2 separate regions of the Danio rerio genome follow, and region 2 is linked to region 1. Evidence: chromatin contacts called from public Micro-C data. All regions are on one chromosome and are shown on one strand. Each heading gives the region's core, a stretch centred on a gene start, on an enhancer-like site or on the middle of the called end of the contact. The rest is flanking DNA. Distances are from core to core; before and after follow the strand shown.

Evidence for each region. A called contact is a pair of places that touch in the nucleus more often than the background predicts.
Region 2: a Micro-C map of caudal fin shows a contact between it and region 1, with 4 times the contacts expected there. The contact joins the promoter of mcm3l here to the promoter of ftr63 in region 1. A contact is called at or near these places in 1 of 18 Hi-C or Micro-C datasets (caudal fin) and 1 of 4 datasets of contacts at active chromatin or transcription factors (embryo).

Annotation. Positions count from the first base shown.
Region 1 is chr20:6,371,380-6,376,117 of GRCz12tu, reverse strand. It overlaps ftr63 (finTRIM family, member 63), which reads right to left and starts at 2,755. Exons shown (of 6, transcript XM_688693.11): 1 at 2,273-2,755; 2 at 721-816; 3 at 377-610; 4 at 130-289. The coding sequence starts at 2,740.
Region 2 is chr20:6,685,181-6,689,918 of GRCz12tu, reverse strand. It overlaps mcm3l (MCM3 minichromosome maintenance deficient 3 (S. cerevisiae), like), which reads left to right and starts at 1,918. Exons shown (of 17, transcript NM_001171068.1): 1 at 1,918-2,108; 2 at 2,216-2,328; 3 at 4,151-4,359. The coding sequence starts at 2,037. It overlaps si:ch211-191a24.4, which reads right to left and starts at 1,234. Exons shown (of 4, transcript NM_001277124.1): 1 at 1,152-1,234.

The sequences.
Region 1 (4,738 bases), core at 1,506-4,005:
TACACGCTGTAAACGGAAGTTTTTAGCATTCTACCGAAAGACGCTCGTCGCTATGGCGCCCTCCATGCAGCAGCCATGAAAAAGGTCTATATGATGCACATTTAATATTTGAACACTCCAGTGCTTTACCTTTACCAGATATTTTGCTTATCGTCTCTGTGCAGAAATCCTCAAGTTTCTTTTGTAGGAGAGAGACAGATTTTCTAATATCGTCATAGCAGATGTAAGTATTGACGGCAAGCTTGAAAGAATCTGTAGATTCAGGGGGAAGAAAGAAAGAGCGGAAGCTCTGCAGACAAAATACGTCAGATAAAGACAATTGAAAACATCTACGTTTGTTAATTTGTATTAAAAAAAAGCTTTCCTGCTTGTCTACCTGAAGGAAAAGAATATGATGCTCTGTTTGTAAAAGCTGCTGCATTTCAGCATCTTGTCTCTTCAGCTCATCAATCTCCTGCTTCATTTGCTCCATGAGTCTTTCAGCCTTAGACACTACGGCGTTTTCGCGAGATCTGATCACCTGTGTCATCTGAGAGCGGCTTCTTTCAATGAAGCAGATCAGTTTAGTAAAGATCATCTCACTGTTCTTTATTGTTGCCTGTGTGGATCGCTGTTAGGACACACGTCAAAATTCAGCTCTTATTGCTATTGCGCACAGAGAGCGTCAATGGAACTGGGCTGACCACTGAGTGGACGAGCATTAGGCTACAGCTGACTCACCTTATGACTTTTCACAACCTCTCTCAGCTCCTGAAGATCTTTCTCTTTCTGCTGGATTCTATGCTTGAAGGTTCTTTGTGTTTGTTCTAGATTTTTCTGTTAAACACAAAATGCTTTATCAGTTAATTATTCTCCAATCACTTTACTGATATTATATGTAATATAAATATATATACAAGGTATATTTTATGTATATAATCTAATATATAATAAAATATAAATATTTAATATATAATATATATAATATATAATAAAATGTAACTATAATCGCAATATACCAATCCAACAAACAGCACAATCAAACTGAAACGTTTGCTTCTATAACTCTCAGAAGAAAAAGAGATGCTTTACGTGACTAATATAAGTGTTGCTGGAGCTGCTGTCTGAAGCATGAGTATACATACTTGCCAGTACTTATGGCAGAATGCCACAACATTCATTCATTCATTCATTCATTCATTTTGTCGGCTTAGTCTGTCATGACTGTCAGTGACCACCTGAGGTCGCTGTAGTTCAACGGACACTGAGTAGGAACTACAGCGCCCAAAAACTACAAATCTATACATACCAAGCGCATTACATCTGGTCCACAATATTGATCTGCCATCACAGCTGTGTCTGTTTTCCGTTGATTATCTGGACTATATATTCTATCATTCCACCTCTGTTTGTCATCGCGTCATTTGTCTATCTTGACTGTCTTGTCTCTAGTTTCCAGTAAGTCTGATATTCCGAGTTGCTGTTCCTGATCTTGTTCTCGTATCTTGCTTAAGTCTAGTACGTGTTTATCTGTGTTAGTTTCTTGTTTTGTTGTTTATTTGTTACTTTGCACTTTGATATAATGTATTTTTTTGTCACTAATACTGCACTAAATATCTAATAAAATCTGCACTTGGATCCGCAACCTTTTGTTTCTGTTTTGATCACGCTAAACGTGACATTGTCCCTTTATTAATCAGGGGTCGCCACAGCGACATTAACCACCAACTTATCCAGCATGTTTTTATGTAGCGGATGTCCTTCCAGCTGCAACCCATCTCTGGGAAACATCCAGAGATATTACAGGTATTACAAAAGGAGGTGAAATATGAGGACATTGGTGACGTCCTCATTTTTCAAAATGCTTATAATTCCCACAGAATGAGTTTAATCAGAGAGTAAAGCTGCACACAGTCTCCTGTGATGGTTGGGTTTAGGGGTAGGGTGGGGTGAGGGCATTATAATATACGGTTTGGGCTGCATAAAATCAATGGAAACCTATGTAATGTCCCCGCTTTTCACAAAACCAAACGTGTGTGTGTGTGTGTGTTGACCACATGTAAAGAACTATTTATTTTTACATAACTCGGAAATTTAATATATAATTTAAAATGTAAAACAATATTAATACCATATGAAACACTGAAAATATGAATTTAATGACTGTGACACCTTGTAATTATAAACATAAAAACATAACTTTTTTTTTTAACCCAGAAAGCATAAAATGTTTTTTTGCATGTTTAACGTGGCATCATTTTGTGAAGTGAAGACAAATGAATTAAATGTATACCTGCTTGATTGTCTTCTCTGTTGTGGCTGTTACCATCCTGTGGTTTTTGTGTTTACCCATTGCACACAGGCAACAAATACAGGTCTTGTCAGTGTGGCAGTAGATTTCCACTTGTTTCCCATGTTGAGGACAGATCATCTGCTTGATTCGTCGAGTGGCATCAATCACTTTGTGTGGTTTTCCTGAGCGAAATTCTTCATGACGATTGAAATGAATCTGACAGTAGGATTCTATACACACCAGACAGGACTTGACGGCTTTGTTTTTTCTTCCAGTGCAGACGTCGCACTGCATATCTCCAGATCCAGCTGGAACAACAGCTGAGATTTTCTTCATTTTCTCCACCATTTCCGCCAGAATGATGTTTTTACCCAACGCAGGTCTTGGGGTGAAGGTTTTTCTGCACTGCGGGCAGCTGTAAACCCCTTTCTGATCCTCCTTATTCCAGCAATCTGTAAGGCAGCTCATACAGTAACTGTGTCCACAGTTAATGGTTACTGGATCCTTTAGTAGATCTAGACAAACTGAACAGCTGAACTGATCATGTTCCACTGAAATACTGGCTTCTGCCATTTCAAAAAATAGGAAGACAAGTGAGAAGTTTTCAGCTATGGAGTTAGAATAGTTTCCTGGTTATTTAGATTACTGAAGGCAGGTCTTCTGTAAAGGGTGTGACTTAACAGTAATGTGAAAGTTCACATAGTGAAAGGGAAAACGAAACTGAGCCTCCAGTTCAATGCTCAACTGGTAGAGAAACTCAAATACAGCTTTTAATGTCAGACAAACCTTACCATGATGACTGCAAAAGTAGTAACCTTTGGGGTTGTGCATTTTTTAAATACAAACACAATAACACTGTAAAAATAACTGTTATTTAACAGTTTCCATATTTTGTTTCACAAGTGTTCTGTGTTTATTTGCGATTGTGAATGACATTAAAGGACCTTGATCTCTGCTCTGTCCACTTTTAATGTTGAAAGTTCAACTCTACAGCTTAACAAAGTGACTTTTATGAACATTTTAGTAATGAACGATTTAGATTTATACCTTCCAAACCATCTCAGCATGAATCAACATTTATCCTTTTCTCATTATTTTTATTAAATATAATTATTTGATTATTTGAATGAGTATTTAACTTTGAATTTTAATTGATGAATAAGTTAACGCATGGCTTACTATAAGAATGTTCAGTGCATTTGCCTGTCTCTTTAAAACTATTTTCAGACACCACCAAACTAGGTCAGAGGTCACGGAGTCCTCGATTGGAACTGAGGGCTGAAGACTGGAAGCAACTAGTTCTGTTGTTATTTCTATTAGTTTATACTGTCTAAAATGTTATTTTTATGGTTAATTCTTTTAAAGTGATTCTACTTTTTATTCAAGATAGACTTTGTGTATTAAGGATTATAACTGCCTGAATGTAGATTATACCGTTTTTAACCAGTTTTGATGAAGACGGCTGAGAGTACACTCAGCCTGGGATAAGAAACAGATTGTACTTTAAGTGTGTGTGTGTGTGTTCTATTTGATTGTTGATCCGTTTCACAGGTCTGGAGTCAGCTCTAATCAGTCTAGTGGATGTCTGACGTCCATGCTTAAGATATTGTTCAGAATATACACACAAACCCCACGTGGATATTTTCCTAGTCTATCTGTGTTTTAACCAATCAGGTTAGAACACCTATATGTATGACGTTATGTGAGACCGTAATTGTTATTGATTGGTGATTGTAAGCAGAGCGGCCAAGGACCTCATTGCGAGTGTCGAAGCTGGCTTCTGCTGATGAAACTGCAAACTATCTTCAGCAAACTTGATTTATTTATTTGCCTTAGTGCCCCCACCAGTGCTGATATACAGCTATATCGCACTGCTACTCGTGTGATATTGCGTTTATACAACAGTTTGACGGCATAATAGTGTATATAAAATCAAAATCAAACATGGAGAGTCTCAAAAACCCTTTTGTATGAGGAACTTCTTTCTTCTGCGTTGGATTCAAATCATAAGCCGACAACTAAACAGCTGAGCAAGCATCTTTTAAACTTTAGATCTGTAGTGTCTGCTTTTTGCCAAAGAGATTAGAATGACCAAGAGGCGACACTCAATAGAACGTTCCATTGCAACAGCGGCAACAGCCCTGCATTCCGCCATTTTGAAGTGAAAGTGGTCGGTCGTCCATTGGATCTCATTACTGTCGCGATGGCAAGCAGCTGCTTTGTTTTTTATTTATTTATTTGAAAAGCGCATTAAAGCTTAGATACAACCTGAAAGACGACAATACAACACTTATTATCACAATCCTCAGCACTTTTAATAGTTTATTTTACAGACTTATAATATGCTGTTGTTCTATTGGAGTGTTCATTCCAAAATGGCCGCCGCGCCCTCTAGTGGCTGTTTCCCAAATTACACTAGAGTGTCGCCTCTTGGTCATTCTAAGCTCTTTGTTTTTGCTGGCTGTA
Region 2 (4,738 bases), core at 669-3,168, 310 kb before region 1:
TAACGCGAGGTTAAATGTAACACCGAGATTTAAGGTATACTTGCTCAGGGTTAACCATGGCATGACTGCGAGGTTTTCACCACAGTGTCGGCAGATGTCTTCTTGCCAATTATTGAAAAAGTTTGGCGAAATTTGGATGAGAACACGGAGAAACCATTTTTGCAACCTAAAATAATTTTTTATTATAGTCAATATTTTTTAAATATATTGTTGTGACTACCATCTTCTAGGCTAAAATATGAAACCATTTTGAAAGATGTAAAACACAAAGTGACTGCTAGCCAGTTTTGAAGAAAACACGACACCGCGCGGTTAGTTAGTTAGTGTTACAATTAAGCCACGCACTGTTGGACACCAATCAAACTAACACTATATATATATATATATATATATATATATATATATATATATATATATATATATATATATATATATATATATATATATATATATATATATATATAATTTTGAGTGTAATGTTGAGAACTATTTAAATGAAATGAAATTTTTTTTTTTTTGATAGACAAAAAATATTTTACTGCTAATAATACAAATAAATGCATTGTATAATCCAAATGTGTTTATCCAATAAATAAATAAATATACCGTGCTATTCATTCATTTTCTTGACTGCTTAGTTCCTTTATTAATCCAGGGTCGCCACAGCAGAGTGAACCGCCAACTTATCCAGCAAGTTTTTACGCAGCGGATGCCCTTCCAGCCGCAACCCATCTCTGGAAAACATACTGTGCTGTGTAGAATAAAAAATAAATTGAGCTAGGTACTGAGAAAATATAGCTACTATTTAAAGTAAACTTTAAATTTTTAAATAAACTGTGTGTAATCTGCCTTTTTTTAAGCATGTGTTACAACTAACCCTGTCTGTTACAACTTGAAGTGAGGTAAATAGTAACATTTTTACTCCTGGCACTTTTGGCAACACTGCAAAGAAACAATAGTCCGGCGATTATACAACCAGAGCTCATTTGTAGGAGAGGCTTGTGTTTTGTTGGTAAAAAAACAAATGGTTTGTTTAACCCCAAACCTTTGTTTATTATTTGACCAAAGCCAAAAAGTGTTACTTTGTGCCCCGCTCCCTTACTTAACTGATTAGTATGTAAAATATTGGATTCAGACATTAGATATATTACCAGATAAGAGCTGAACAAGCAGTTTTTCTCCAGCTTGAGGAACTACATATAGAGAGGGGCGTAATCGTTCAGGTCTAACCAATGAAACACGCCTTCACAGCGCGCACTCAAATCCTATTTGCTGAATGGTAAAGTCAGTCACCGAAGAGGAACGCCTTCAGACACTTCAGGAGTTTGTTTGCAGAGAACCGAGCAAAGGAAGATTCGTCCAAAACGTGAATGAATATTTTATAAAACCATATGAGCCGTAGCCTGAGGCTTCGTCCTGGAATGTCGTAACAAACGAAAATGAACTAATTTATGTGCGTATTATGCAACTACAGTATGTGTGAGTGTCAACAGTATCAAGCAGCTCGGAGTAAAATAACTGAAGAGCACTGTAAGAGCTTCAAATACAGTATAAAAGAATGGAATAATTCAAAGGGGGTCTAGCGCATTCATTGTCCTTTTGACTCGAGCATTTTAAGAAGCGTTCAGGAGAATCTATTTTGCTAATAGGGTCCAGCTACCATTACACAAATAAAACATGGTTACTTGTAAAAAAAAAAAACAAACAAACATGATAATTACGAATTATTCATGATTTTGCTACACTAACCACAGTTTAACCATTGTATTTACAGTAAAAACGTGATATAGGCTACACATGGTTATCTGTTATATTTTTTACCATAATGAAAGCATGGTTCGAAATAGGGGTAGCTCTATTCAAATCAGTTGGATAATCACATGCTCAAGTTAATGAGCCTAATTAACATAATTGATTGTCAGGCCTGTTGCACCAGCTTGGTTTGGTTGCTTCATGTTTGTGCATTTGATTTTTGTTGAACTGTGAATGTTATTTTAAAATATTGTAATGCACATGCTGATGCGCGTGTAGGAGAAATGGATACTGGGTTAGAGGACCTCGAGCTGAGAGAGTCACAGAGGGAATATCTGGACTTTCTGGATGATGATGTGAATAATTTGAATAATCTTTATGTGTTTGACTTGTGGGCATTTTGAACTGTATAAACTTTGTTTTTTGTCTGTCAAACTAAATCTTTTTTTATTGTAATTTACAGCAAGATCAGGGCATCTACCATGAAAAGGTCAGGAGTATGGTGTCTGATGGACAGTGTCGTCTCATTGTCAACATTAATGATCTGAGAAGAAAAAGTGAAAAAAGAGCTAAAGAGTAAGTGATTAATTTGATTAAAAGTTGTCTATTTTGTTTCATATTTTGCTTTTTTGACAATTTTAGATTTTTTCTTTAACGTTGTTTGCTCTTCGGGATTTGGTCAGTAACAAACATGTGGCCAGATACATGTGAAACTCTGGTGTAAACAGCATGGTTGATGTACTATATGTTGCTCTGCTGTCTAAAATATACAAAAAAAAAAAAAAAAAACATGGAAGCTGCTAAATCACTTACTAAAGCAGAATATGGTGTAGCATTTTGATTTAACATGTGGTAAAGGATACATTTGACCAGATTAGCCTAATGTTACACTCGCTTGAGCATAAATTATAAGAACAAACATGAACGTTATCAAGATTCTTGCCATGGAAATCGTGAATTAGTTTGGTCAACCACAAACACTTTTTGTTCTTCAGACAGCTTTTTTTTCTCTCTTCTGCTTGACTTTACATGGCTTTCAGTATTCTAATACAATCTAATAGCAAAGCCCAAAACAATTGATCATTTTCAGCAGTAGTAAGCAAATAATATGATTCTCAGTCAGTTCAGTCACATTGTTTACGTTCTGTGTTTCCAATATGGCTGACTGATGATGTGTGATGAAAATTCTCTGTAGAGGAGAGTGGGGACAGTTGCAACACTTTTTGCAATTCTTTCAGTTTCTCGAAGACAATTTTATTTTTTTTTTGTGGAACCCCAAAATTTTAAAACAATAAACTCACTTCTGTTGGACAGGCACCCATATTGCTATAATATGTGTAGATATGTTAATAAATTCTTCATTTATTACTTAAAGAAAGGGACAATTGCAACATTCATTCAAATTATAATTTAAAAAAAATCTAAAACCTCGAGTTGGATTTTATTTTTTGGTAAACCCACTAAATGAAAATTGGTTAAATTATTAAATGTGTTGGCCATATAAATACAAAACCTTAAAAAAAAAAAAAAAAAAAAACGAGCAACATCCAATTATAAGGCCTAAAAAAACTGAACTTTTTTTTTTTTTTTTTTTTTTACTGAAAGATTGAACCTTTACCAAACTACTACTAAGAATGTTGACATGAATTAATTAATCAAATATTTTTTTCAAATTATATTAAAACTGTGATCAATAAAATTGTACATTTGTTAATATGGCAAGCTTTCAAATGAATTTTATAACAATTGGGGACAGTTACAGAAGCATGTTCAGCAACTCTGTCAACCTTGATTAAACATTCCATGCTAGAGAGATACAATAGCTTGTTACAAACGCTTGATAGCTATACCTATTTAAAGCTATGAAAACAGTGATTTAAATTATACAAATGAATAATGTTTCACAAAAACAGATTGGGCTGTATGAGAAATTTTCTGATCATTACAAAAAACTATTTTTTTTTTTTTTTTTTTTTTTTAAATACCTAAAATGAGTTTTAGACTGAAGAAATGGTCACATATGGCTGATTTCTCTTGGATGGAAGAAGGATCCAACTGACAATATGTAGTATGAATATCATCCCTCCATAGCTCATTCCTTAATGGAGAAATAAGTCTTGTTGTAACTGCCCCATGTTGCCCCCATTCTCCCATACACTGTAAAAAATGCTGGATTTCACACAATCAATTTGTGTTAAAACATCTCGAAGAAAATAAGTTAACCTATTAGTTTTTACAAATGGATATTGATTTAACATAAAACTGTTAGGTTTCCCCCAAAAAAGCTTGAATTGTGTTGTTTCAGCTTATTTTAAATAAGTAGTGGAAGCGGCAAATGTAATTTTGAGTGTATATCCTTGAATCTTTATTGATCTGATTAAGTGTCTCTTTTTAATAGATTACTGAAGAATGCTTTCGCTGAGCTGGTGGCGTTTCAGAAAGCCCTGAAGGATCTCGTGGCTTCAATAGATGCCACTTATGCTAAGCAGTTTGAGGAGTTTCATGTTGGTTTCGAGGGCAGTTTTGGGAACAAACATGTGTCTCCTCGTACTCTGAGTGCTCGCTTTCTGGGAAACCTTGTGTGTGTGGAAGGCATCGTGACCAAGTGTGAGTAAGATTTACTTTACTTATTACTTATTAAAGCAATTGTTTCGTCCAAAACAGAAAATGTTGTTCTCTTTTACTCATCCTTCACTTGTTCCAAACTTGATTGACCATCTGATTTTAGATGAACACAAAAAAACCCATCTAAATTGTACAACTTTTATCAAAAGGAAACCTTAATAAACTGTTTTAGATTTTTATCTTATATATTATCATTATTGTTATTTATTTATTTTACCGTGGACATTATTTATTGCTGTTGATTACTTTTAATTGTTAGAATATATTTATAATTATAAAAAAATTGGTATTTATAAAATGTGATAAACTTGATGTATTGTATTTTTGCCATGACATAGCCATAGAAGCTGAAATGGCAATA